Linked DNA regions of Macaca mulatta: region 2 is linked to region 1. Evidence: chromatin contacts called from public Hi-C data. All regions are on one chromosome and are shown on one strand. Each heading gives the region's core, a stretch centred on a gene start, on an enhancer-like site or on the middle of the called end of the contact. The rest is flanking DNA. Distances are from core to core; before and after follow the strand shown. Region 1 holds the start of PAK4 (p21 (RAC1) activated kinase 4). Region 2 holds the start of SAMD4B (sterile alpha motif domain containing 4B).

The links. A called contact is a pair of places that touch in the nucleus more often than the background predicts.
Region 2: a Hi-C map of fetal cortex germinal zone shows a contact between it and region 1, with 4 times the contacts expected there. The contact joins the promoter of SAMD4B here to the promoter of PAK4 in region 1. A contact is called at or near these places in 8 of 14 Hi-C or Micro-C datasets (CD4 T cells, blood, cortical neurons and 4 more).

The regions. Positions count from the first base shown.
Region 1 is chr19:50,213,432-50,221,086 of T2T-MMU8v2.0, forward strand. It overlaps PAK4 (p21 (RAC1) activated kinase 4), which reads left to right and starts at 3,345. Exons shown (of 8, transcript XM_077982687.1): 1 at 3,345-3,478. LOC144337489 (a long non-coding RNA gene) reads right to left here and starts at 3,224. Exons shown (of 3, transcript XR_013410674.1): 1 at 3,157-3,224; 2 at 2,863-2,908.
Region 2 is chr19:50,436,024-50,443,678 of T2T-MMU8v2.0, forward strand. SAMD4B (sterile alpha motif domain containing 4B) reads left to right here and starts at 3,489. Exons shown (of 14, transcript XM_015123901.3): 1 at 3,489-3,675. LRFN1 (leucine rich repeat and fibronectin type III domain containing 1) reads right to left here and starts at 4,294. Exons shown (of 5, transcript XM_077982640.1): 1 at 4,044-4,294. The region is part of intron 1 of GMFG (glia maturation factor gamma); the gene reads right to left.

The DNA.
Region 1 (7,655 bases), core at 2,095-4,594:
GCCGCCTTGGCTCACTGTACCCTCTGACTCCCAAGTTCAAGTGATTCTCCTGCCTCAGCCTCCTGAGTAGCTGGGATTACAGACGTGTGCCACCACATCCAGCTAATTTTTGTATTTTTAGTAGAGACGGGGGTTTCACCAGGTTGGCCAGGCTGATCTCGAAATCCTGACCTCAAGTGATCTGCCTGCCTCGGTCTCCCAAAATGCTGGGATTCCAGGCGGGAGCCACCGCACCCAGCCAGTTACTATTCTTAATTCTTAAAGATATTGAGAAGACCTTCTCAATAGACCTTCTCCTTGACCCAGAAGTTTCATTTGCAGTAGGAACAATAATTAGAGACAGGCACAAGGAAATAATTAGAGACGGGCACAAATATTTAGCTGCTTGGATGTTGCGTGACAGGGAGGATGGTTATTTATAATGGCAAGGTACTACAGCATAGATGTTCAAAAGGACAGTGATTAAACAAATTCAAGTTCATTGATAGGATGGCATCTTACGCAGTCATTAAAACTAATCTTCTTGAAGAATATTTAATGACATGGAAAGACACTGGTGATATTTACAATCTTGTGTTTTAAAAGACACAACATTCTAGGCCGGGCGCGGTGGCTCACACATGAAATTCCAGCACTCTGGGAGGCCGAGGGGGGAGGATCACCTGAGGTCAGGAGTTCGAGACCAGGCTGACCAACATGGAGAAACCCCCGTCTCTACTGAAAATACAAAATTAGCTGGACGTGGTGGCACATGCCTGTAATCTCAGCTACTCGGGAGGCTGAGGAGGGAGAATCGCTTGTACCTGAGAGGCGGAGGTTGTGGTGAGCTGAGATCATGCCATTGTACTCCAGCCTGGGCAAGGAGAGCAAAACTCTGCCTCAAAAAAAAAAAATAAAATAAAATAAATTAAATAAAAGACACAACATTCTTTACAAATGTATATGTCCAATTCTGTTAAAAGAGAAAAGGGGTCAGGCATGGTGGCTCACACCTGCAATCCCAACACTTTGGGAGGCCAAGGTGAGAGGACTGTTTGAGGCCAGGAGTTCAAGACCAGCCTGGGCAACACAACGAGATCCTGTCTCTACTAAAAATTAAGGAAATTAGCCAAGCCGGATGCAGTGGCTCATGCCTGTAATCCAACACTTTGGGAGGCCAAGGTGGACAGATCACTTGAGGTCAGGAGTTCGAGACCATTCTGGTCAACATGGGAAAGCCCCATCTCTACTAAAAATACAAAAATTAGCCGGGCATGGTGGCAGGCACCCAGGAGTTGCTTGAACCCCAGAGGCGGAGGTTGCAGTGAGCCAAGATCATGCTACTGCACTCCAGCCTGGGTGACAAAGTGAGATTCTGATTCTGAAAGAAGGGAAGGGAAGGGAAGGGAAGGGGAGGGGAGGGACGGGAAGGGGAGGGGAAGGACCGGGAGAGGAGGGGGAAAATAAATTAGCCAGTGTGGTGGCATATGCCTGTAGTCCCAGCTACTTGAGAGGCTGGGGTGGAAGGATCACTTGAGCCCAGGAGTTTCAGACTGCAACCCCGCCTAAATGACAGAATAAAACACCTACCTAAAAAAAAAAAAAAAAAAAAAGAGAGAGAGAGAGAGAAAAAAAAAAAAGAATGAACAAATAAAAAGAAAAAGGGTAGGTAAACATAAAGAAAAATTAACTCATTCAATCATTCATTCATTAACTCATCGTTCAATCATTCATTCATTATTGCCACAGACATTAATAGAAATTAATTAAATGCCTACTATGTGGCTGTTCTGGGGCAGAGGAGAAGCACCAAACATTTAAGAGTATCTCTGATATCTCTGAAGGGGTGGAATTACCACTCATTCAAACATCCCTTCCACCAATGTTTACTGAGCATCTACATGTCAACGGTGCCAGGGCGCTGGGAATGCAGCAGTGAACAAAGACAGAAATCCGTGTTGTCATGGGGCTGACATTCCAGCAGAGGAGACCACCAACAGGCAATAACTACAATTAGCAACGAGAAATAAGAAAAAAGCAGACAGGGTTTGGTAGTATATGAGAGGGATGTTTGCTGCTTTCCTTAGGGTGGGCGAGGGAATTATTTCACAGAGAAAGTGACATCTGTGTAAAGCCCTGAAAAAAGGGAGGAAGGGAGAGATAAGGATACCTGGGGGAAGAGTATGTAACCGACAGAGGAACAGCCAATGCAAAGACTGAGGTGAGAGCGCACCTGACAGAGTTCAGGAACAGCATGAAGGCTAGAGTCCAGTGACTAAGATCCAGGAGGAGAGCTGTCTGGCGGGGCGCCTTTGCTCACACCTGCAATCCCAGCACTTTGGGAGGTCAAGGCGGGAGTATAGCTTGAGCCCAGGAGTTCGAGACCAGCCTGGCCAACACGGAAAAACCCTCTCTAAAAATGAAAGAAAAAGGCCGGTGCGGTGGCTCATGCCTATAATCCCAGCACTCTGGGAGGCCAAGGCGGGTGGATCATCTGAGGTCAAGAGTTCGAGACCAGCCGGGCCAACATGGTGAAACGCTCTCTCTACTAAAAATACAAAAAATTATCCGGGCGTGGTGGTGGGCGCCTGTAATTCCAGCTACTCAGGAGGCTGAGGCAGGAGAATCTCTCGAACCCGGGAGGCAGAAGTTGCAGTGAGCTGAGATCGAGCTATTGCACTCCAGACTGGGCAACAAGAGGGCAACTCCGTTTCAAGATAAATAAATAAGTACAAATAAAATAAAATAAATTTTAAAAAGAAGATGTCTGGTGTTTGTTTCTAATATTTTGACTAATTACTTTGTAAAAACGTATTTTAAAATTTAAGATCAAACAGTATTAGGTTACCGGGCTCAGACAGACCAGCGTTCAAAACTCATTACCTTCTTTCTGCCAGCTATTTCACCCTCTGAATCTCAGTTTCTTTATCTGTAAAACGGATATTAATGATATTATACCACAGGGTTGTATATGCAGCGAGAAAATGCAAGTAAAGCACTTGTCCAGGTGCCTGGCTCCTAGTAAGTGCTTAAGAACTGTTTCTGCCCATTATTAACTCATTACTCTCTCCCAGCCCCTAAACTCCTTCTGGGGGGAAGTTAGAAAATCGGTATCACACGAAAACAGTCATTTCCCCTTTAAGGACTTCAGTGGGCTGGGAGCCAGCCTTCCCGCACCTTTTCCAAAATTTCCAATCCCCGCTTGGCATTTTCTGCACGAAGGTTTCCGATTGGACGCTCTGCACTAATCGGAGGCTGGAGCGGGCCCTGAGAGGCGCCCGACTCCGCCCCCGCGCTGATCCTGCCCACTGCCCGGTCAGCCTCGTTGCTATGGGGACTGGTGGGCGGTGAGCGGGGAAAACCCCGGATGTTCGTTGGGGATTCAACATGGCGGCGGCAGTATCCGCGGTGGCGGCGGCGCAAGCGAGCTGAGGGAGGCGCGAGGGCGCGGAGTTCCAGGCCGAGCAGCTAGGCCGCGAGCGACTGCGGCGCCGAGCCGGTAGGATAAGGGGTTCGGCCAGGGGCTTGCAGTGGGCCGGGCGCTGGCGGAGAGACGGCGTTTCCGCGAGGAGGGGGGCGGGGCCGCTGGGGTCAAAGTTCACTGGTGGAGGGAAGGGTCGCGTCCGAGGGGTCGGGGGTTAACGCAGTCTGGAGGGAGTTGTAGTGGAGGTCGGAGGTCAAACCAGCGAAGGGGGCGTGGCGAAGGGGAGTGCAAAGTTTGAAATTCGAAGTAGGGGCGCGTTCGAGGGGATCTGGGCGAGTCTCAAAAAAGATGGGGTCCAAGTTAATAATTTGAGGTGAGGCTGCCTCTACAAGGGTCAGAGGCCTCAGCCCCAGGGGCCCCAGGTTGGAGGTTTAAAGCTGCCCCCAGCGGAGCAGATGAATGAGTTTTAGGTTCGGGGGCGTCTTTTAGGGGTTCAAAGCTGGGGCGTGCCTAGAAGGTGCAAAGGTGAGAATCTGACAGCGGGGCAGCTGTTTCCCAGAGTCAAAAATTAAAACCCAAGGAGGGCGTATTGCAGGGGACGGGGGGGCGGGGCATCCAGGGGCGGGGTCGGAGATGCTTCCTGGTGGCAGGAGAAGGGGGAACTCTCCCACAAATAATAATGGCAAACACTCATGAAGCACTTACTATGGGCTAGACCCTTTTTTTAACGCTTTACTTGTATTAGCTGATTCAGTCCTCACCACAGTCTTAGGGGGTCTTAACCTGGTATTAAGAGGTTAAGTGGTTAAGTGATTTGCCCAAGGTCACCCGATGCGTAAGTTGTGCGCTGGGATTCTAACTCTGGGGTTCTGGCCCAGAGCCCTGCTCTGGCCGACCGCCTCTCAAATCATCATAATGTCGGTTAATGTTTAATGAGGGCTCACACTGTGCTCCACGCCCTGTGTGCCTGGTCGTATTTCACCCCTGCTGCAATCTTGTGAAGTGACTGCTCAACATGAACCTATTTTACAGACGGGAAAAGTGAGGCTCAGAAGTTTCTGCTGAAGGCAGAGTTAATCGAAGCTGGGCCTGGGTGATGCCAGGGCTCCTGCTGCTGGTCGCCACATTGTCCGGTGCTGGCCATTAGGTCTCTCCTGGAAGCAGGGGGCTGGGCAGGGCTGGGCCACTCCCTGGGCCTATGGGATTGTCAGCTTGGTTTCCTTGGAAGGGGTGATCTGGCAGGGCAGATTCCCGTGGGCCTATGGGAGTGGAGTGTTTGTGGGTGGTCTGGAGTCCCAGTGAGGGAGTCGGATGGGCTTCTAACTGGGGAGGGTGTCCCTGGGTGGTACCGCGGGCAGAGCTGGGTGTTCACTGTTCTTAAAACCCTAAGCTCTCGCTGTGGTCCTCAGTCACGCCCACCTTACTTCCTAAGGCTCTGCCCATTTCTCCCCAGCCCAGGCCCATGCCTGCCACCCGATCTTTGACCTTCCTGTTCCTTCTGCTGGGAATCCTTTCCCCACCCTGCCCTCTCTCACTGACAGGTCGCTCACTCTCAGCTGGCCCGGGACCACCCTGGCTCGCACTTTCTGCAGGCTCTTGTTCTCTCATCTGCCCAGCCGTTCCCTCCCTCCTTACCTTAATTATTAGGGTGCGTGGTGGAATTGCTCTGTGGGGTTCCTTGCCTCGGTCCCCACGAAGCCCTGCCTGGCCTGCAGAGGATGCGACATTGCTGGGGGTTGACTGTTGGGCAGTATGCTGGGTGCTGGAGTGTGGCAGCGGACGAGACCCGCAGAGCCCCTAGCCTCAGAGGGCACTCAGTCCCCTGGTTGGAGCACAGTGGAACCAGCCCCCAAGCCAGTGACACGAGGCTACGTCTCTACAAACGGTGGTGTGGCTTGCAAGGGCGTCTTCAGGGAGCCGGGAGAGTGCCCCTACCCTGGGCTGAAGCCTGAGTCCCTTTCCCCTGGGAAGGCTCTGAAGGATGGGGAGGAGGGCTGGGAATGGGCTCACCAGGCAGGAGGAGCAGTGTGTGCAGAGGCCCTGGCATGAGTGGAGGTCAGGACTCGGGTGCAGAGTTGGGGATCTGGGGCAACACGTAGCCTGTGCAGGTTCAGGGCGAGACCCTGAGGGTGCTCAGCCTGGGAGGGACGGTGGGAGCAGGGGAGGGCTGAGGAGTACCTGTGTGTGTGGAGCTGCGTGAGGCCGTGATGGAGTGTGGTTCAGAAAGCAGTGCTGGGCCAGGGATGCCTGGTACACACCCTGCTCCATCACTCACAGAGCGTGTGAGGACCTCCGTTTCCACTTCTGCAAAATGGGCATAGCGTTAGCGCTGCCTCATAGAATTGCCGTGAGGATGTGGGCTAGAGAGCCTTGGCCCAAGGCCCCGCATGTAGTAATTGCTGTGTAAGCATTAGTCTTGCTGCTGCTGCTGCTGCTGCCACCCGACTGCTGCCTGGGGAGGGCCTCAGAGACGGTGGAGGCCCTTGCTCCACTTGCCTCCTGGCTTTCTCTGGCAGCCACCCCATCCCCACCTGGCTCTGGCAGGGTTGGGGAGCCGGCATGCTGCCAGGCAGCCCTCTGAGGCTGGCCCAGCCTCCCAGCCTTGCGGTGCCAGCTCACTCAGCGTCTCAGGGTTTGGCACAGATAAAGTGCCAAAAAGATAAAGAAGGATAGGGTTTGGGCATTGGAGACCCATATTCAGGTCCCTCGCTCATTTACCAGCCGTGGGACCTTGGACAAATGATTTCTTATTTGCCACTTTTATTCCTTCAACATACGTTCAGGTAGGGGAAAAAGCAGGGCTTTCAGTATAATGAAACACTCATACATCCAGCCAGTGTCTGGCCTGGGACAGAACACACCGTGATGCAGTTAGAGGCCAAGAGTCTCCTCCTCCCCGGCTTCCTCCCTCCCTTCCAGGGGCAGCCGCTGTCCTGGGCATGGCAGTCACCATTCCTCTTCTGCCTTTCACACTTTTACTGCCCTTGGATGTATTCACCACCGGTAGAGCAACAGCTCTTGCCCCTGGCTGCACATTGGAACCCCCTGGAGAGCTTTGAAAAGATGCTTTGGCCCAGGCCTGCCATGGAAATTCTGGTTCCAACTTACTTGGTCTGGGCTGGGGCTGGCCTCAGGCTTTTGGAAGCTCCCTGGACAGTTCTTACGGCCAGCAGGGGCTGACCACCGTTGTTTCACTGTTCAGATAAATGGTGTCACCATAAACATGGCTTTCTGCAACTTGCTGTTTTTGTTCAACATTATAGGTATATTTGAGATGGGGTCTTGCTATGTTGCCTAGACTGGCCTCTAACTCCTGGGCTCAAGTGATCCTCCTGCCTCAGCCTCTGGAGTAGCTGGGATTACAGGCGTGCACCCCTGCACCCCGCTTTGAGCTGAGCATTGGAGTTTGGATCTCTCTCCATGGGGATGTGTGTTGGTCTAGGACAGGCCATTTGTTTTTCCTGTTGGTATTTCTTTTTGTGATGGTGTCACACAGGAGTTGGCTCTTCACCTATTGATGGCCACTGAGGTGATCTCCTGTTGGGGCCGTAACAGTGTGATGATGGGCCTTCTGGAACCCGTGTTCCTGTAGACCATGGCCAGAGTCTGTCCGGCATATGCCTAGCAGCGGAAAAGCCAGAGCTCCCCACTTTCCTGGCGGTTGCCAAGTCGCGCCCCCAGTGGCTGGACCACTGTCCTCCCCAGCAGGCTCCGAGGCTCCCTTCATTCCAAGTCCTGCTTTGGACAGCTTTGTGGCCCTCGCTGAAATGATTTCCTCGGCCGTGAGATGGGAGGTTTATGGACCCACCCACCCACCAGTCTGGTTGGAAACATGGGGAGATGGTTCACGCAACTGGCTTAGCTGGGACCTGGTCCCCACTGAGTCCCTACACCCAGAGGAGAAGGCAGGCTGGGAGGGCTTTCACCTTTACACCCTTGGGCATCCAGGACGGTGACTGCAACTTTGCCCCAACTGCCCTTTAGGGGCAGGTGCCAGGGGTGACAGCTGGGAGAGAGAACTATACTGACTTGAACCTCTCAGTAGGGAGGCAGGGAGGACGGAGGTGGAAGTTGGAGGCTGGTGAGGCGTTGTTACATTCTTTCTGTGTATCTGATTGTTGATCCCAGTGGTAACCAACACAGCCCAGCTCTACCCTTGTAGATTATAGTACAGTGAAGGAGGCAGACCTGCTGTCCCCAGGCAGTGACAGCCCAGAGAGGCCAGGGCCATGAAGGAGAGGCCTAGGCGAGG
Region 2 (7,655 bases), core at 2,239-4,738, 220 kb after region 1:
GGGAAGATCACTTGAGTCCAGGAGTTTGAGGCTGCAGTGAGCTAGACTGCACCACTGCACTCCAGCCCAGATGACAGAGTGAGATCCTGTCTCTAAAAAACAAACAGCAGGCTGGGTGTGTTGGCTCATGCCTGTAATCTCAACACTTTGGGAGGCTGAGGTGGGCAGATCACTTGAGTCCAGGAGTTCGAGACCAGCCTGGGCAACATGTTGAAACCCCATTACTACTGAAAATACAAAACCTAGCCAGGGGTGATGGCATATGGCTGTAGTTCCAGCTACTCCAGTGGCTGAGGCAGGAGAATCGCTTGAACCCAGGAGGCAAGGGTTGCAGTGAGCTGAGGTTGTAGTTAGCCACGATCGCACCACTACAGTCCAGCCTGGGCAACAGAGTGAGACCCTGCCACACACACACACACACACACACACACACACATACACACACACACCCCCCCCCAACAATGACAAAAATACTAAGTTACCTGTCACCACCCCTACCCCATTGCCTCTTGGACCTTGCCCTTCATTGGCCCTCTTTTTGCTCACTCCACTCCAGCAATGCTGGCCTCTTTGTGGTTCTGTGAATGATCCTACCACATGGCCTTTGCGCTTGCTGTTTTCTCTTTCCGGAACCCCCTCTTTCTCCTTCATTCCTTCAGATTTCTGTTTCAGTCTCACCTAATGAAAGACGCCTTTCCCCATGTAAATTAACTCTGGCTGCATCACTCCATTCTCTTAGCTGCTTTCTTGTTGTTTATTTATTTGTTTGTTTATTTACAGACATAGTCTGTCACCTGGGCTACAGTGCAATGGCAAATCTCTGCTTATTGCAACCTCCGCCTCCTGGGTTCAAGTGATTCTCCTGCCTCACCCTCCTGAGTAGCTGGGACTACAGGCACGTGCCACTATGCCCAGTTAATTTTTGGCATTTTTAGTAGAGACAGGGTTTTGCCACTTTGGCCAGGCTGGTCTCAAACTCCTGGCCTCAAGTGATCCACTGGCCTCAGCCTCCCAAAGTGCTGAGATTACAGGTGTGAGTCACCATGCCCGGCCACTGCTTTCTTTTTCTCCTTGGAAAGTAACACAAAGTAACACTGTATTTCCTTATTGTTTGTGTCCCCAGGAACTAGAATATACGTTTTTTTTTTTTGGTTTTTTGTTGTTGTTTTTTTTTTTTTTTTTTTTTTTTTGAGATGGAGTTTCACTGTTGTTGCCCAGGCTGGAGTGCAATGGCATGATCTTGGCTCACTACAACCTCCGCCACTCGGGGTTCAAGCAATTCTCCTGCCTCAGCCTCCCAACTAGCTGGGACTACAGGCATGCGCCACCACGCTCCGCTAATTTTGTATTTTTAGTAGAGACAGGGTTTCACGTCATGTTGGTCAGGCTGGTCTCGAACTCCTGACCTCAAGTGATCCACCTTCCTTGGCCTCCCATAATGCTGGGATTACAGGTATGAGTCACCGCACTCATCCTACGGTTGTATTTTTAGCACCTTAAGCAGAGCCTGGCACATATTGGATACTCAAGAAATATATATATATATATATATATATATATATATATTTTTTTTTTTTTTTTTTTTTTTTTTTTTGAGACGGAGTCTCGCTCTGTGGCCCAGGCTGGAGTGCAGTGGCACGATCTCGGCTCACTGCAAGCTCCACCTCCTGGGTTTACGCCATTCTCCAGCCTCAGCCTCCTGAGTAGCTGGGACTACAGGCGCCCGCCACCGCGCCCGGCTAATTTTTTGTATTTTTAGTAGAGACGGGGTTTCACCGTGGTCTCGATCTCCTGACCTTGTGATCCGCCCGCCTCGGCCTCCCAAAGTGCTGGGATTACAGGCGTGAGCCACCGCGCCCGGCAAGAAATATTATTGAATGAATTAATGAACCAGCAGTTATCAAGCACAATCATTTTATACAGTGTGAAGGCTGTTGCTTAAATGCAGGAGGTAGTGGATGGGGTTTGTGACATGGCCCCACCCTGGTGAAATGGCCTTTCCTCAAAGCGTCTATGCCACACTGTCCTGGTCTTCCTCTCTCTGGCTGCCCTTTTCAATATTCATCGACAGTGTCAATTCCTTTGCTCAAATCCTGCCTCTCCGTTTCAGAGTTCTGTTCATTCCCTGTCTCCAATGATCCTTCACACCCTCCCCGCGCTAGACCCCTAACTCCCACAGCCTCAATTACCATCTTTGACGATTCTTAAATCTTGGTCTCCAGCCTCAATTTCTCTCTTAAGCTCCAGACCCGGGGTTTGTGTACCTCCTGGACCTCGCTGCTAGGCATCCACATTGGGCTTAGTATCTTCCCAACCTGCTTCTCCTCTGGGGCCCAATCTCCCGGCCAGAGGGCCTGGTTCTAAACTTTTCTCCCCCTTCCACTCCATGGCCAGCCAGTTTCAGGGCCCGTTTGCTCTGCCTCCAGGGCGTCCCTCCCACCTGCACCTCCTTCCCTCCCCACAGTCCCTCCCTTGTGCAAACCCCCCTCTTTCTTCCCCAACTCCTCCCCCAGCTGTCTTCCTGGACTCCTGACCCCGTTTCATTCCCTCCAATCCGCCCTCCATGTATAAGCCAGAGAGACAGCTCTCCAAAACCCCCGACTCACCATGATCCTCCCCGGCTTGAAGCCCTTCAGGGCTCCCTAGTGCCCTCGGGACAAGTCCAAACTCTCTCAAGTGGCCAAACAACTGGCCTCTGCTCGTTCCTCACCCCTCCCTGTCTTCAACTCGACCCTCGACCCCGACTGGCTCTCTGAGTGCCTGTAACAAGCCAGATCTCTGTCACCGAGAGCCTTCTGAACACAGATCCCTCTGATTAGTTCACCCAGACCCAAGACAGTTTGTGGAACGCCCAGATCACAACCAAAGTCATAGCAACAACTCCCGTTTATTGGCGGCCTCCTTGATCCCGAGCGCTTTCTGTGCATTCGCTTCCCACCCTAACGGCTAGATCTCGCCTCGCCATTCCCATCGGAGAGAGCAAGCGGCAGGCTCAGAACAGCGCGATGAGAAAGCCGAGCCCCCCAAAGCCCGAGTGCAGACGCCTACCGGGGACAGCGTTGGGTGGGGCGGGCCACCCAAGGGGCGGGGAAGAGGAGGACTGGAACGTCTGAATCGGGAACTGCGACTTCGCTCCGGGCAGCTGGGGTGGACGCGCGCGAGCCTGCCCCCTGCGGGCCTGGAGGCCCAATCCCAGGCTCCGCCGGGCCCGTTACCCTAGGCAACGCCGCGCGCGCCCCGCCCCCTCCCCGCCCCCCAGCCCCAAACCCCAGGCCTGACCGACTGCCCGTCACCCCCACGTCCGACCAATCCCGCCGAGGAGGGGGCGGGCCTCTTGGGTCCCGTTCCACCACCGTCGCTCCTCTCCTCGCCGGGACCCCGCCTTACTCGGCTCACACCTCCCGCCCTTCGGGCTGCCCTCGCCGCCCGTTGGCTGGCGCGCCGTTCGTCACCCGGGCGTGAGCTAATGCCGGCGCGCGGCGGCCCCCGTCGGGGCGGGGCCAGGGGCGGTGACGCACGGCGCGGTGACGCAGCGCGGCGGCGGCGGCGGCGGCGGCGGCGGCGGTGGTCGGTGCGGGAGGAGGGAGGGGAGCTTGCGGGCCCGAGAGGGGGCGACGGCGGCAGCGGTGGCCTGAGGAGGCCCGAGCGGCGGCGGTGGTGGCGAAGGCCGAGGCGGTGAGTCTCGGGCCGGGCCGGCGCGGGGCGGCGGCGGGTCAGGGCGCGCGGGGCTCCCCTCAGGGCGACCCAGGCCGCGCGGGCGGCCCCGCCCCCTCAGGGACCCCGAACCGCGGGCGGCGGCGGCGGGCGGGTGCGGAGCGCGGGCTTCGGGGGTCGGGCCCACGGGAGAAGCCCCGCGCCCGTCCCCAGTCTCCCTCCTGGGCCCTGGCAGAAGCTTCTCTCCGAAATCCTCCCCGTGCCCTCGGGATTGCCGAAGGGCCGGGCCGGGGGCCCCTCCTCAGGACCCCACGCACATCCTCCTCGGAGAGCCCCGGAAACCCTGCCGAGCCCCCGTGTGCGCCCCGAAAGGTCCCTGCAGAACCCACCTCTCCCGTGGAGCCGCCTCCCCGAGCCCTTCGAGGGTCTCGGCAGCCTTCCTTGCAGACCCCCACTCTTTGGCCCCGAAGCCCCCGTCGTCCTCCTGTCTCCAGAAATAGTCCTCGGAGGCCATTCCTCGTCCATTCCACAGCGTGGCTCTCATAGCTGCTCCAGGAGCCTTCCTCACGAGCTCTGCACACCTCCCCAAGGCTCCCTCCGGACCCCTGTCCGTTCCAGAACTCTCCCCCAGAGCCCTGCCTCTCACAGCCCAACAGGCTCACCCCCGACTTCCCCCTCCCAGATCCTAAGAATTTTCCCTCCTACTTACCCCATTCCAGAAACCTCCTTGGAGATTTTCCGCTCATACCCCCTGCATTTCTGAGTCCCCCTCCCAGAAGTCCTTCAGAATGCCCCCGAAGAACCCTGATCATCTTCCCTGAAGATCTCCTTCCCATATCCCCAAAATAAATCTTCCTCACAGACTTTCTGAAATGCCCCCAGATCCCGAAAACTCACCTGGAAGACCCCATCCCACTCCCCACCATATTGCAACCTTCTCTAATACACACTCCCCCTTCACGTATCCCTCTGGATCTTTCCACAGATCCCAAAAGTCTCCCCCAGAGGCCTCCTGTCTCCCCCTGGTCTCACCACCCTGAAATGCCCTAGAGATCACCCTCAGGTAGCCCAACCATCTTCCCCGGGACCCCCTTCCCCACCCCCACTCATTCTTAAAGTCTCCAGCGATTGCCTGAAATCTCCAGAGGACTCTCAATTTCATATTTCAAAAGCTTCTTCCAAAACCCCTTTTACATACTCCACATATTTTCCAGTCCCCCACATCACACGCTCCAAAAATGGTTTAAGGATCCTGAAAACTTTCCTCATGGTTTATCTCTCAGATCCCCTAGAACTCCCCTTCACTTACACTTCAGAATCCCCCCTTGCAGACCGGTTTTAGAGGAATTTTCTAAAGATCCTCCTCACAACCCCTGTAAGACCGTAAGATTCTCTTGGTGACCCCTCTGAGATGCAGGTTTTCAGGACCCCCCCCCCCCACACACACACACACACAGCTTAGAGACTCCAGCAAACCCCTGGAACCCTCCTGATGTTGTTCTTGAAATCCCTCCAAGACCTTCCTGACACCCCCAGAACCCCTTGAATCAATACTTCTGCCTTACTAAGGGACTTTTCTGGAGATGTCACTCCCTGAACTTGCTCACACAGGTCCCCTAAATCCTCTAGAATCCCCTGAAGAAGACCCTCACACACACCTAATTTCCCCCCAAAATAACCCTCTGAGCTCCTGCTCTGAGAAAGTCCTAGAATTCTTTCTGAAAAACCCACTCCTCTGACACTCAGAAGACCCCGCCTTCCCCATGTACTCTTTTGGAGACTTTACTCAGGTTTCTCCTCAACTGAGATCTCTGAAGAGTTTTTCCTAAAAAGATCACTCTGTCATCCCACTCCAGGACCAGTCTCAGAAGACCACACCTTCCTCAGACACTCTTTAGATAATTTTCTTACAAATTGCCCTCCATCAACCACCCACTCCTAGCGCTTCCTGAGACTTCCTCAGAACTTTCCCTCAGATTCCACTTCTGACATCCCCAAGAAACGTTATTCAGTACCCTATCAAATTTACCCCCTCGCTTTAGAATTCCTATTTACACCATCTCATTTCCCCATTCTCTTTCCTCTGAAGTCAACTCAGAGACCTTTCTCAGGGGGCCCCCTTTTCCTAGTATCCCTTCAGAGGCCCCCAACATTCTCCAGACTCGTCACTCAAGAGCCTCTATGTTTCCTTGTAAAGATTCTTGAGAGACACCTTTCCCCACCCCCTTGAAATCCCAATGCTCCAAGACCTTTCTTTCAGACCATTTTTCTCAGGTCCCATCCTCATAGACCCCTCTTCCCTTTCAAGATCAAGAGACACTTAACACCCTCCTTAGAGACAGGATTTTCCCCATTTCCCTTTGAGAAGCCTTCTTCCTTCTCCCCTTTGAGGGCCTCCTCACCAAAGAATCCCTTCCACTATAGCAGTGGTTCTCAAAGTGTGGTTCCTGGCCCAGCAGCAACCACATTTGTTAGAAATACACATTCTTGAGTCCTACTCAGATCTACTGAATCAGAAAACCTGGGAGCAGGGCCCAGCAATCAGAGTTTTTAACAAACAATCCTGGTCATTTTGATGCACACACAAGTTTAAGAACCTGTGCCAGCCGGGCGCGGTGGCTCAAGCCTGTAATCCCAGCACTTTGGGAGGCCGAGACGGGCGGATCACGAGGTCAGGAGATCGAGACCATCCTGGCTAACACGGTGAAACCCCGTCTCTATTAAGAAATACAAAAAAAAACTAGCCGGGCGAGGTGGCGGGCGCCTGTAGTCCCAGCTACTTGGGAGGCTGAGGCCGGAGAATGGCGTGAACCCGGGAGGCGGAGCTTGCAGTGAGCTGAGATCCGGCCACTGCACTCCAGCCTGGGTGACAGAGCGAGACTCCGTCTCAAAAAAAAAAAAAAAAAAAAAAAAAAAAAGAACCTGTGCCCTTTAAGAGGATTTCCTTTTCCCCACAAAAACCCCCTGAAAGATGCCTCAGGGTGTGCCTCTGTGCCCTACTGCTCACTGCTATTTTCCTGTTTCCCAGGAATCCCCTTTACAAAGTACCCATCCTCCAGAAAGATTTCTTACCTACCTTGAAAGGATCTTGGCTTCTTCACAAGGTTACTCCATCCTCTGAGCAGTTATTTCCCATTCTACTTTTGAATGGTTTCTTTTCAGATCTTCCTCGGTGCTTTCTCTTTCTGGCTATCCCTGCAGCCCACTCCCAGCCTTTGGTGCTTCTTTAAATTGCTGCTTCTTTGAACACACATGTCCATCTCTTCTTGTCCATCCGTTTCTCCACATAGGCATCCTCCCCTTGAGGCACCCTCAGGAGGTCTTTTCATTCTGTGTCTTACTGCCCAGACCCCTCCACCCCCATTGTACCTCTTAGAACACCGCTCACCTTCAACCTTGTAGTTTTTAATGTACTTGCCCACTCACCCTTACTGGACTAGGAACTCTGAAAGTACGCGACGTGTCTTGTTCTTTGAATCCCACAAGGTGGAATCTACCCTTTATAAGTTACTGGAAATCACTAGAGAATAAGCAGCTCTTCCTTCTGCATTGGGTCAGAAATCTCCAAGTTTCTCAGATCTCACTCCTCATTCAGGTTTAGCACACTCTCCCTGCCCCCTCCTCTCCTCTCACCTCCCTTTTTATCTCCACACAGCACCCTTTGCCTTTCCCCCTGCCATACTTGCTCCTGTCTTTGGGACTTACTTTGTGTTGTTTCCTGATTCTGAGCTACCCCAAGTCCTTTGCCTGGTGACCTGCCTCACCCTGTCCTGGTTGACTTCTCTTAACAGCCCCTATCAGCTGCTAAGTCTGGGGCCTCCACAGAGCTCTGAACTTTTTTCAAGGGATTCTGTTTCTCTCTAGGGCCCAGAAGGGGAAACAGAGACCCCAGGGTAAATACTGCCTTCAGGGAACTCATAATACCAGTAGGGGGCTTGGGCATGTACAGAGCAGAAAATGAGGTACAAATTATATGCTGTAGAAATTCAGCGGTGAGAGGG